Regions from separate parts of the Sus scrofa genome. Here regions 1 and 2 are each linked to region 3. A link is a contact called in public HiChIP or PLAC-seq and promoter capture Hi-C data. All regions are on one chromosome and are shown on one strand. Each heading gives the region's core, a stretch centred on a gene start, on an enhancer-like site or on the middle of the called end of the contact. The rest is flanking DNA. Distances are from core to core; before and after follow the strand shown.

Region 1 (2,809 bases), core at 122-2,621, 240 kb before region 3:
TGACTGTTCCTGTTGCCTAGAACTCTCTCCAGACATCTGCATGGCTTGTTTTCTCATCTCCTTCAAGTCCTTGCCCAGGTCTAATTTTCTCAGCAAGAGCTACCCTGCCTCCCTATTAGCACTGCCACCTCCTGCCCTTGCATCTTGACACCCCTTACCATGTTTGATTTTTCTTTTTCTCATCCATAGTACCTATCACTTTCTAAAATAATAAATACATTTCTTATTTTAAAATAATGTATTATGTTTCTTAAGTCTTGGCCCACCCAGCTAGATTGTCAGCTCCCCAAAGATAAGGGGTCTTCATTTCACTGAACAACTCCCAGGGGCCAGATGCTTGTCTGCCTAGAGCTCAACAAATATTTGTTGAATGAATGACTCGCTCAGACAGGGAGAAGTCTGAAGGAGACAAAAGATGAGGAAGCATCTTGAGAAATACCCAAGAGGTCCCGTGATGCTTCAGCGGGAATAGGGGGTGCTTACCGATGGTGGCAATGATGCTGGTACTACGAGCAGCCACAGGCTCAGAATCGATGTCCAGCAGGCAGAGGTGTTCCAGGAAGCTGTCTGCCATAGCAGCCGGTAGCTGTTGCCGCTGGAAGAAAGCAGTGCCCAGCTCCTGGGTCAGTTGGGCTAAGCTGGCTCGCCGTAGGTACCCCGCTGGCCCTGCGGTAGAAGAGGGCTGCATGGGCACCTGCCTCTCCTCCTCATCTTTTCATCTCAGCACAGCCTCAGCGCTCCAGTTTTGGTTGTCTTTTTATGAGCTGGGCATTACACGTACGTTATCTTATTTAGTCACAAGGATGCTGGGAAGCAGGTACTGTTAAATGCTCTATAATTATCTGCATTTTAACAGGTAAGGAAACAGAGGCTGAGAAAGGTTAAATAAAGTGCCCAAGGTCATACCACTCCTACGTAAGAGATAGGATTTACGTCAAGGTCTAACTCTAGGCTCAAGTTCTTGACCACCCAGCTGTCTGATCCTTGTCAACCCTGGACTTCTTACCCTTTAGCTGCTGACTTCCTGCAGCCTTAGCCTCCATTGATATCTAGCTCACAGTGACCCTTCCTTTCCAGGCCCAGAATCACCCACTTCTCCCTCCTAAAGTCCCTGTTTTCTTCCTTCCAACCTCTGGCAATTGGCTGGCCTCCCCACCCCCTTGTCTGAGTTTCCTCAGCCTGCTCCAAGCTACTTCAGGTCCTGGAGCCCCTGTAGTTTGACACAGCCCAGCCCAGGGGAAGAGGAGCCCCACTGCCAGCCGCACCCTCCATGCCACTGCACGCCTGTCTATCTCTGGGGGGTCTGCTCCAGGATATCTGAAGCATGAGGGAATGAGGCCCAGCTGGGCCGGGGATCAGTACTGCATACTGGTTAAAGTGTCACCAGCATCTCCCCTGTCACTGGAGGACCTCTGCCCCAGGGGCCAGAGTCCAGGAACCACGGGAGTACCCAGTGGCTCCCGTGCTGCAAGCTTCCCTCTGCCCTGCCTTTTGGGGCTGAGAGAAGAGGCCCAGAGCAGGATCCATTACTAAACACAGGGGCGACTCCAAAGGCTGCAAATCCTCCCCAAATGCCTCCTGGCCAGCAGCAGATATGGATTATATGTACCCCCTGCCCCACTCCTGATTTTCTTTTTTTTTTTTTTTTTTTTTGTCTTTTGTCTTTTTTGTTGTTGTTGTTTTGTTGTTGTTGTTGCTATTTCTTGGGCCGCTCCCGCGGCATATGGAGGTTCCCAGGCTAGGGGTTGAATCGGAGCTGCAGCCACCGACCTACGCCAGAGCCTCAGCAACCCGGGATCCGAGCCGCATCTGCAACCTACACCACAGCTCACGGCAACGCCGCCGGATCGTTAACCCACTGAGCAAGGGCAGGGACCAAACCCTCAACCTCATGGTTCCTAGTCGGATTCGTTAACCACTGCGCCACGACGGGAACTCCGCACTCCTGATTTTCACCCTCATTTTCCCCTTCTCTCTCTCTCTCTCTCTTTTTTTTTTTTTTTTTTTGCTTTTTAGGGGTACACCAGTGACATATGGAAATTCCTAGGTAGGGGTTGAATCGAAACTACAGCTGCCAGTCTATGCCACAGCCACAGAAATGCCAGATCCAAGCCTCATTTGCCACCTACCCCACAGCTCATGGCAACACTGGATCCTTAACCCACTGAGTGAGGCCAGGGATCAACCTGAATCCTCATGGATACTAGTCGGATTCATTTCCACTGAACCACAACAGGAACCCCTCCCCCTTCTCTTCAATGGCATCTGTTGCCCCTTCTTACCTCCTGGAGCCCCAAACAGGATGGACTTGGCTAAATCCCTTTGGGACTTAGAGATGCATGACAAAAGCCCCAGGGGTTGCATGCTCTCCTGCACTGACATGCCTCCAATATGCGGAACTGGGGCTGCCCAGACTGTGGAGAGAGAAGGGGAGAGGATAACAAGACTGCTGGTCTTATCAAAGGGAGCCAGAGAAAAGAAAAGGGGCACACCCTGCAGGCTGCCCATGTCGCCACACAGAGTCCCTCCCCCAGACCTGCTCAGCCCTCTGGCGTTCTCCATCTCTCATCCATTTTTCCTGATAAATTTTCAATCCATTCACACTGTCTGGTCATCAGCCCAAATAGAGATTTTTTTCCCCTCATACCAGTGATATGGTTACTTTTTTCTTTGCACTGCATTTTTAAAAAAAATTTTATTGACTTTTTTTAAGGGCCACACCTGTGGCATATGGAAGTTCCCAGGCTAGGGGTCGAATTGGAGCCACAGCTGGGGCCTACACCACAGTCACATCAATGCCAGATCCAAG
Region 2 (2,739 bases), core at 33-2,532, 220 kb before region 3:
TTGGCTGTGGGTTACAGGGCCTCATACTCATACGAGGGAAAACATCCAATCAGAGTGGCTCGTCTCCACCCTGCCAGTACACGCTAGATTGCGTTGTAGTTGTCCCTCCCGTGGCATGCCGGGAATTGTAGTTTACTGGGCCTTTCTGCCTATAGCGAAAAGAGATGGAGAACTACTAGTCCCAGAGAGCTGAGCGTTGAGGAGTCCGGTTTTTAGGCATACCCCAGCAATTCTCTGGATCCACAACCGGCATCCAGGAACAGGTGAGAGAGGTCTCGGGCAGGGAGTGGAGGCACGGGTTAGAAACTCAGCCTTACTTCTGTAGTGATACTTTGAGGCACAGGAGGACCAGTACGTTGTGCTGGAGTTCCCCCGCTTTGGGGGTTGGTGGGACCGACTGGCTAACCTCATGGATGTGAAAAACTCCCATCCCTGTCCTGTGCTTTCCTGGAACCCTCAGTGTAACTGCACATTGGTTTGCTCTTCTACTGCGAACTCTCCCCACCTGCCCACTGTTGTTCTGAGGTTGTCTGCATAGTTCTAGTCTGTAAAGGCTTAGGACACCCAGTCCCAGAGCCTCAGACCACATGTCCATAGCACCCAGGGGTTCCTGTTTCATGTCTCTTCATCTCACAGACTCTGTACCCCTCTTTCTGGCTACTGGGAAGACCTGGATTCTAGGTTTGGTACCCACGTCCTAGGTATCTTCCTACCTCCTAGAGGCTCAGCTTGACTTATATAAAATAGGTTGATTTAAGGGTCTTCCTAGCCCCCAGTTCTGAATTCCTTTACTCTAGACTCTTCTCTCTGTACTCCAGGACTTGGGAAGCAGCCAGGGGTGTAGCAATTCCAGAGAATCCCTGGAGGGGAGGCATTGATGGTTGAAAAGGATAAAGTTAGGTGGCAATAAGTTTTAGTCACCTTTTTTTTCTTTTTGGCGACACCTATGGCATGTGGAAGTTCCTAGGCCAGGGATCCAACCTGCCCACAACAGTGACAAGACTGGGTCCTTAACCACTAGGCCACCAGGAAACTCCAAGTTCTAGCCATCATATTTTAAGTGCAGTTAGTTTATTCTCAGTCACCCAGCTGTACTTTTTGTTCCCCACATTTTTTTTTTTCCCTGTAAATGCCCTCAATCTCATACCAGGAGAAAGTGGGGCCTTCTGGCTATGGAGGTAAAAGTTCGGGGAGGTGACCTGGGGAGCTGCCAACGTGCATCTGCCTTTGGTGCTTGCTCCTGCAGGGAGTGCTCAGTGCCCCTTCCCTGTACCACCCCCCATGCTGCCCCTGTCCCGCTGGCTGAGATCTGTGGGGCTCTTCTTGCTGCCAGCCCCCTGCTGGGTGCCCCGGGAGAGGTGGCTGGGTCCCCTACGGCGGCCCTCCCTGGTGCACGGGTGCCCAGTCCTGGGGGCATGGCACAGTGCTCGCTGCTGGTGCCAAGCGTGGACAGAGGAGCCTCGGTGAGTTTGGTGGGGGTGAGGGGCCTTGGGGAGGGGAGCAGCTGTTCAGGTTTCTGACTTGTCCTCCCTCTCCTCAGAGCATTTTACTCCTCCCTCAGAATGAACGGAGACCAGAAATTGGACGCTTATGCCCGAGAAAGGCAGGATTTCATCCAGCACTTCTCCCAGATCGTCAAGGTGCTGACTGAGGAGGACATCGGGCACCCAGAGATAGGAGATGCTGTTGCCCGACTCAAGGAGGTGAGGGATTTATGACTGGAGAGAGTCTTTGCTCTCTCTGCATGTGTGGGATCCAGCTCTGGCTTTTGGGGGACTTTTGGCAGGGGTGGGAGCAGGGTTTTACCTGAGCGTTTCTGGGTGCCCTCTGGAGGTGCAGGTATACTTAGCCCAGTAGTCCTGCCTGGTGGTTCTTTTGGGCCATCCGCACTGCTTTGAATAAGGGTGGAGGGCCCTGGGGGTGAGGCATTAGGCATCCAGAAATAATGAGGGGCTACCTTGGCAGGGACCTGGGAGGAAGGCAGTCTGAGATGGGCTTGGGTGAAGCTAGTGCATCAGAAACTCCTGCTCTAGGACAAGAACTATTGCTGAGATACTTAAGTTGCCTTATTGTTTTATTCCTTTTTTTTTTTTTTTTTTAAAGGGCCACAAGTGTGGCATATGGAAGTTCCCAGGTTAGGGGTCTTATTAGAGCTGCAACCACAGCAACACCTGATCCTAGCCATGTCTGACTTACACCACAGCTCATGGCAGCACCTGATCCTTAACCCACTGAGCAAGGCCAGGGATTGAACCTGTGTCCTCATGGATACTAGTTTGCGTGCATTACTGCTAAGCCACAATGGGAACTCCTAATTCTTTTATTCTTTTAGAGTATCTAGTAATTCTTACTATAAATGCTCTCTCATTTGTCTGAGGGGAACTAAGGAGAAGGGGGTGTGTCTACACTGGGATGGAGATTAAAAGGGAAGTCTTCCCAGTGAATTAGATCTAAGGGCAGCCAACGGCACAGAGGTCCCAGCAGGACATGCCATTGGAGGAGTGGGGGACGGGTCCTCCACCCTATGGTCTCCTCCAAGATTTCCTCTGGCCGACTTTGGGTGGGTGGGTGGGGGGGCTTTAATAAAGTGAGAGAGGCTTTTCATTTGCAGATAGGTTGAACTGTGGGTAGGAGGAGGGGGCTGGGAAAGGAGGAATGGACTGTGAAGGGGAAGCGTAGGAGAATTGGAGGAGACCCAAACACACCAGCCATTCCTATGTACATTCTCTGCATGGACAG
Region 3 (2,942 bases), core at 298-2,797:
TACTGCTTTGACTTCTCTTTCCCAACAAGTCAATAAGGCACTCTCAAACCCTAAAACACACACACATATCAACCAGCAGGGAATATCCCAAACTTTAATTTAAAAATAAGCTAACTTATAAGTGGAACTACATTACACTTGTACAAATAAAAGCAAACTCTTCCGAAACACTTTCCTTTCTTGCATACACACACAAACACAGCCGCTATACACTAACAGACCATCTGTCTCCTAGACCAAAAACATGTCTTTCCATGCACAAACTAACCAGTAACATCTATTAAACTTATAACACGGAGACCATCCTGTAGTTTCAACAGCCAGTTGAGCGTGTCAGGGACACCACAGATCTGAACATACAGGTAAACTACCCTCAAAAGAGGATCATCCCTCCTGACACTCTTATTCCTTAACGGGAACAACCTGGCCTATGGGGGATGCTCCAATCGTGCCTCCACAACACACAAACTAACCTGTCAGGGGCACAGCGGGCTCCGCCTCCACTCGCTTACTTTCCCGCCCCCTCCCCCAAGCCAGGAGCCCGCCTGTCAGGGACACCCCTTCACCTCCGCCAGGAGGGACTTCCCGGTAAGCTCAGGATCCCCTTCCCTACTCTCCCCTCCCCCATCCTTACCACCGCTCTCCCGGAGGTCCAGGTCCGGGAGATGACAGTAGCTCCCAGGAAGCCAAGGACTGAGTCGCTGAGGGAGTACTTAGGCCCAAAGGCCTCCCCAGGCGGTACTACTCACCGTGTCAGAGGCCGAGGCCGAGAGAGATGAGAGTGCAGGGAAGTGGGGAAGAGGGGGCGGCCGCCACCAGGCTCCTCCGCTTCCCTTGGTCCACAGCGGATCCCTCCCGCTTGTCAGGAGGCGGCCAGCGGGTGAGCGGACTGGCGGAAATGCGAGAGAGGAGAGGGGAAAGGCGTGGGGCTAAGCGGGGGAAACTGAGGGGAGGCGGGTCCCGCAACCGAGACGGGGATCGTCTCCCCCTCCGCAAAGCGAACCCAAAATGGCGGCGGGAGCGGCGGCGGCAGAGCGGCGGCGGCGGCAGCTCCTTGGGAGGGAGGGAGCGAAGGGCGCCTCGTGCCCCCCCACCTCCCACTCCTCCCTCCTCGCGTTTTCCCCCTTCGTCCTCCCTCCTCACTCGACTCGGGCGGCAGAGCGCGCACGCCCGCCCGCACGCGCCAGAGTGTATCTGGGCTCGTCGCTTGCTGCTCCCACCAACCACCGCCTTCGGCCGCCTGGCGCGCCCGCCAGCCAGTACGCACTCGCTCTGGGGAGCCTCCTCGCACGGTCCCCCACTTCCCCTCGGCCCCTGTCAAGCCAGCTTTGGCGCGGGCCCTCACGCGTACCTTCAGCGGCGCGAGCCCAAGCCTCCTCCTCCACCTCCTCTCCTCTCCTCCCCCCCTTCCCCGCCCCCACTGCCACCAACCGCCGCCACGGCCGCCGCCGCCGCCTCCTCCCCCTCCGCCCCCCCCACATACCCTCCACCCCTCGCGCGTGCGCCTCCCACAATCCCCCCCGCGGGACTGTTCCATTCCCATTAGCTGCAGCAGCGGGGGAGAAAAGGACAGACGAAACGGGCAGAAGTTGCCGTTAGGATTGGAATTACCCCAGTGGCCAGTAGACACCTATGACTATTTACCTCGATGGCTGAGGCGCCAAGGCGACACGGCTCGCTCCCCCCACCTCGTCCTGGCCGCGGTGAGCGGCTCGGGGGCGGCCTAGCGCCCCTCTGCTGACAAGTAGTTGGAGGCCGCGGCGGCTGCGCGGTGAGCAGCTTCCTGCCAAACGACCCGAGCTTGCTTCTCTGCTGCGGGACAAGCGCTGTGGAGCCAGCCCTTGACTGTGCCTGTCGTTCACCGCATCAGGAAAGCGGATCCACGACTCTCGGTGAGGGAATGGACCTGCATGGGGTTGTACTCATGAAGGAGAGGAGTGGGACTCGGAACCTCCATGAGGTAGGGAGTGAAACCAGTTGGGCCGGCGACCCTCCTAGGGGGCTTCCTTCCGGGCTCCGTGTTGCGGTCCTGAAACCTAAAGAAGAACCGGTGCGTGGTCGGCTTTTTCTTTCTTCCTTTTTTGAAATTCTATTTTAAACCCATCTTAGATTGCTCGAATTTCACGCCACTGTCTATACGCGATGATGTTTCGTGCACTTTTATGCATTCCTCTTGGCTAGATGATATATTTTCAACCTCATTAGGCAGCCTGATGTTAGAGGATAAAGATGCCATACGTTACAAATTCAAGGTCTGGACTTGGTCTCTCACGTCTTGTGTGTCTTTCAGAAAGTTATTTTTCTTAATTCCTTGTCAACAAATGAAAAACTGAACATAAAAATTAGTTAACTCCAAATCTGCCTTCAAGGTTGGTATGTGATAAAATAAAATAATGTAGATAAAGAAGTATTAGCTTCTAGGCACAGGGAAGGTGCAAAGTGTAATGTTATCGTTTACAGTACTCTGGATGTTGATAAGGTTTGTGGGTGTAATTGGTAGTTTGTGTCCTATTCTTCCAAATCGTTATAATAAATGCAAAAGGAAATCTTTCAGATTTCTGTGGCTACTGATACTTGTTTCTCAAAACTGTGAATGAACACTTACTTTTTCTTGATGATTGAGTAAGGAGAACTATGAACTATTAAAATGTACGGGTATTTCTGAAGCTTTCTATTCAAATAATCTTTAGTTTCACCCAAAGTGTAAAACAGAATAAATCGGGGGAGGGATCCGCTTGGATATTCCGTTCCTTAACATCTATGGACTTTTAAGGATCTAGGAATAGTTTCAAAATCACTGTACTAGATTAATTTCAAGCTCTAAAGTTTAAGTAGACAGTCCTAAATGTTCCCTTTTCCATACTTAAGTATATGGATCAGGTTTTGTTTAATTGCTCTGGGTTTTTTTTTTTTTTTTTTAAGGGAAGGATGGAATCCCCTTT

Evidence for each region. Promoter capture Hi-C pulls out the DNA fragments that hold promoters and counts their contacts. HiChIP or PLAC-seq counts read pairs in DNA pulled down with a chosen protein or histone mark.
Region 1: a contact with region 3 is called in a promoter capture Hi-C map of fetal liver, with 2.8 times the contacts expected there. The contact joins the promoter of PKLR here to the promoter of DAP3 in region 3. A contact is called at or near these places in 3 of 5 promoter capture datasets (fetal liver, liver and skeletal muscle), 3 of 47 Hi-C or Micro-C datasets (mesenteric adipose tissue, omental adipose tissue and retroperitoneal adipose tissue) and 2 of 2 datasets of contacts at active chromatin or transcription factors (alveolar macrophages and skeletal muscle).
Region 2: a contact with region 3 is called in an H3K27ac HiChIP or PLAC-seq map of alveolar macrophages, with 4 times the contacts expected there. The contact joins the promoter of FDPS here to the promoter of DAP3 in region 3. A contact is called at or near these places in 2 of 5 promoter capture datasets (fetal liver and liver), 1 of 47 Hi-C or Micro-C datasets (retroperitoneal adipose tissue) and 1 of 2 datasets of contacts at active chromatin or transcription factors (alveolar macrophages).

The regions. Positions count from the first base shown.
Region 1 is chr4:94,535,540-94,538,348 of Sscrofa11.1, reverse strand. PKLR (pyruvate kinase PKLR) reads right to left here and starts at 1,371. Exons shown (of 11, transcript XM_021089721.1): 1 at 1,266-1,371; 2 at 484-666. The coding sequence starts at 1,326. All of the region lies in intron 1 of LOC102165794 (a long non-coding RNA gene), which reads left to right.
Region 2 is chr4:94,512,237-94,514,975 of Sscrofa11.1, reverse strand. It overlaps FDPS (farnesyl diphosphate synthase), which reads left to right and starts at 1,282. Exons shown (of 10, transcript NM_001185131.1): 1 at 1,282-1,463; 2 at 1,541-1,703. The coding sequence starts at 1,282.
Region 3 is chr4:94,296,086-94,299,027 of Sscrofa11.1, reverse strand. It overlaps DAP3 (28S ribosomal protein S29, mitochondrial), which reads left to right and starts at 1,547. Exons shown (of 13, transcript XM_021089714.1): 1 at 1,547-1,960. It overlaps ASH1L (histone-lysine N-methyltransferase ASH1L), which reads right to left and starts at 1,496. Exons shown (of 28, transcript XM_021089697.1): 1 at 1,352-1,496; 2 at 750-889. The coding sequence starts at 1,481.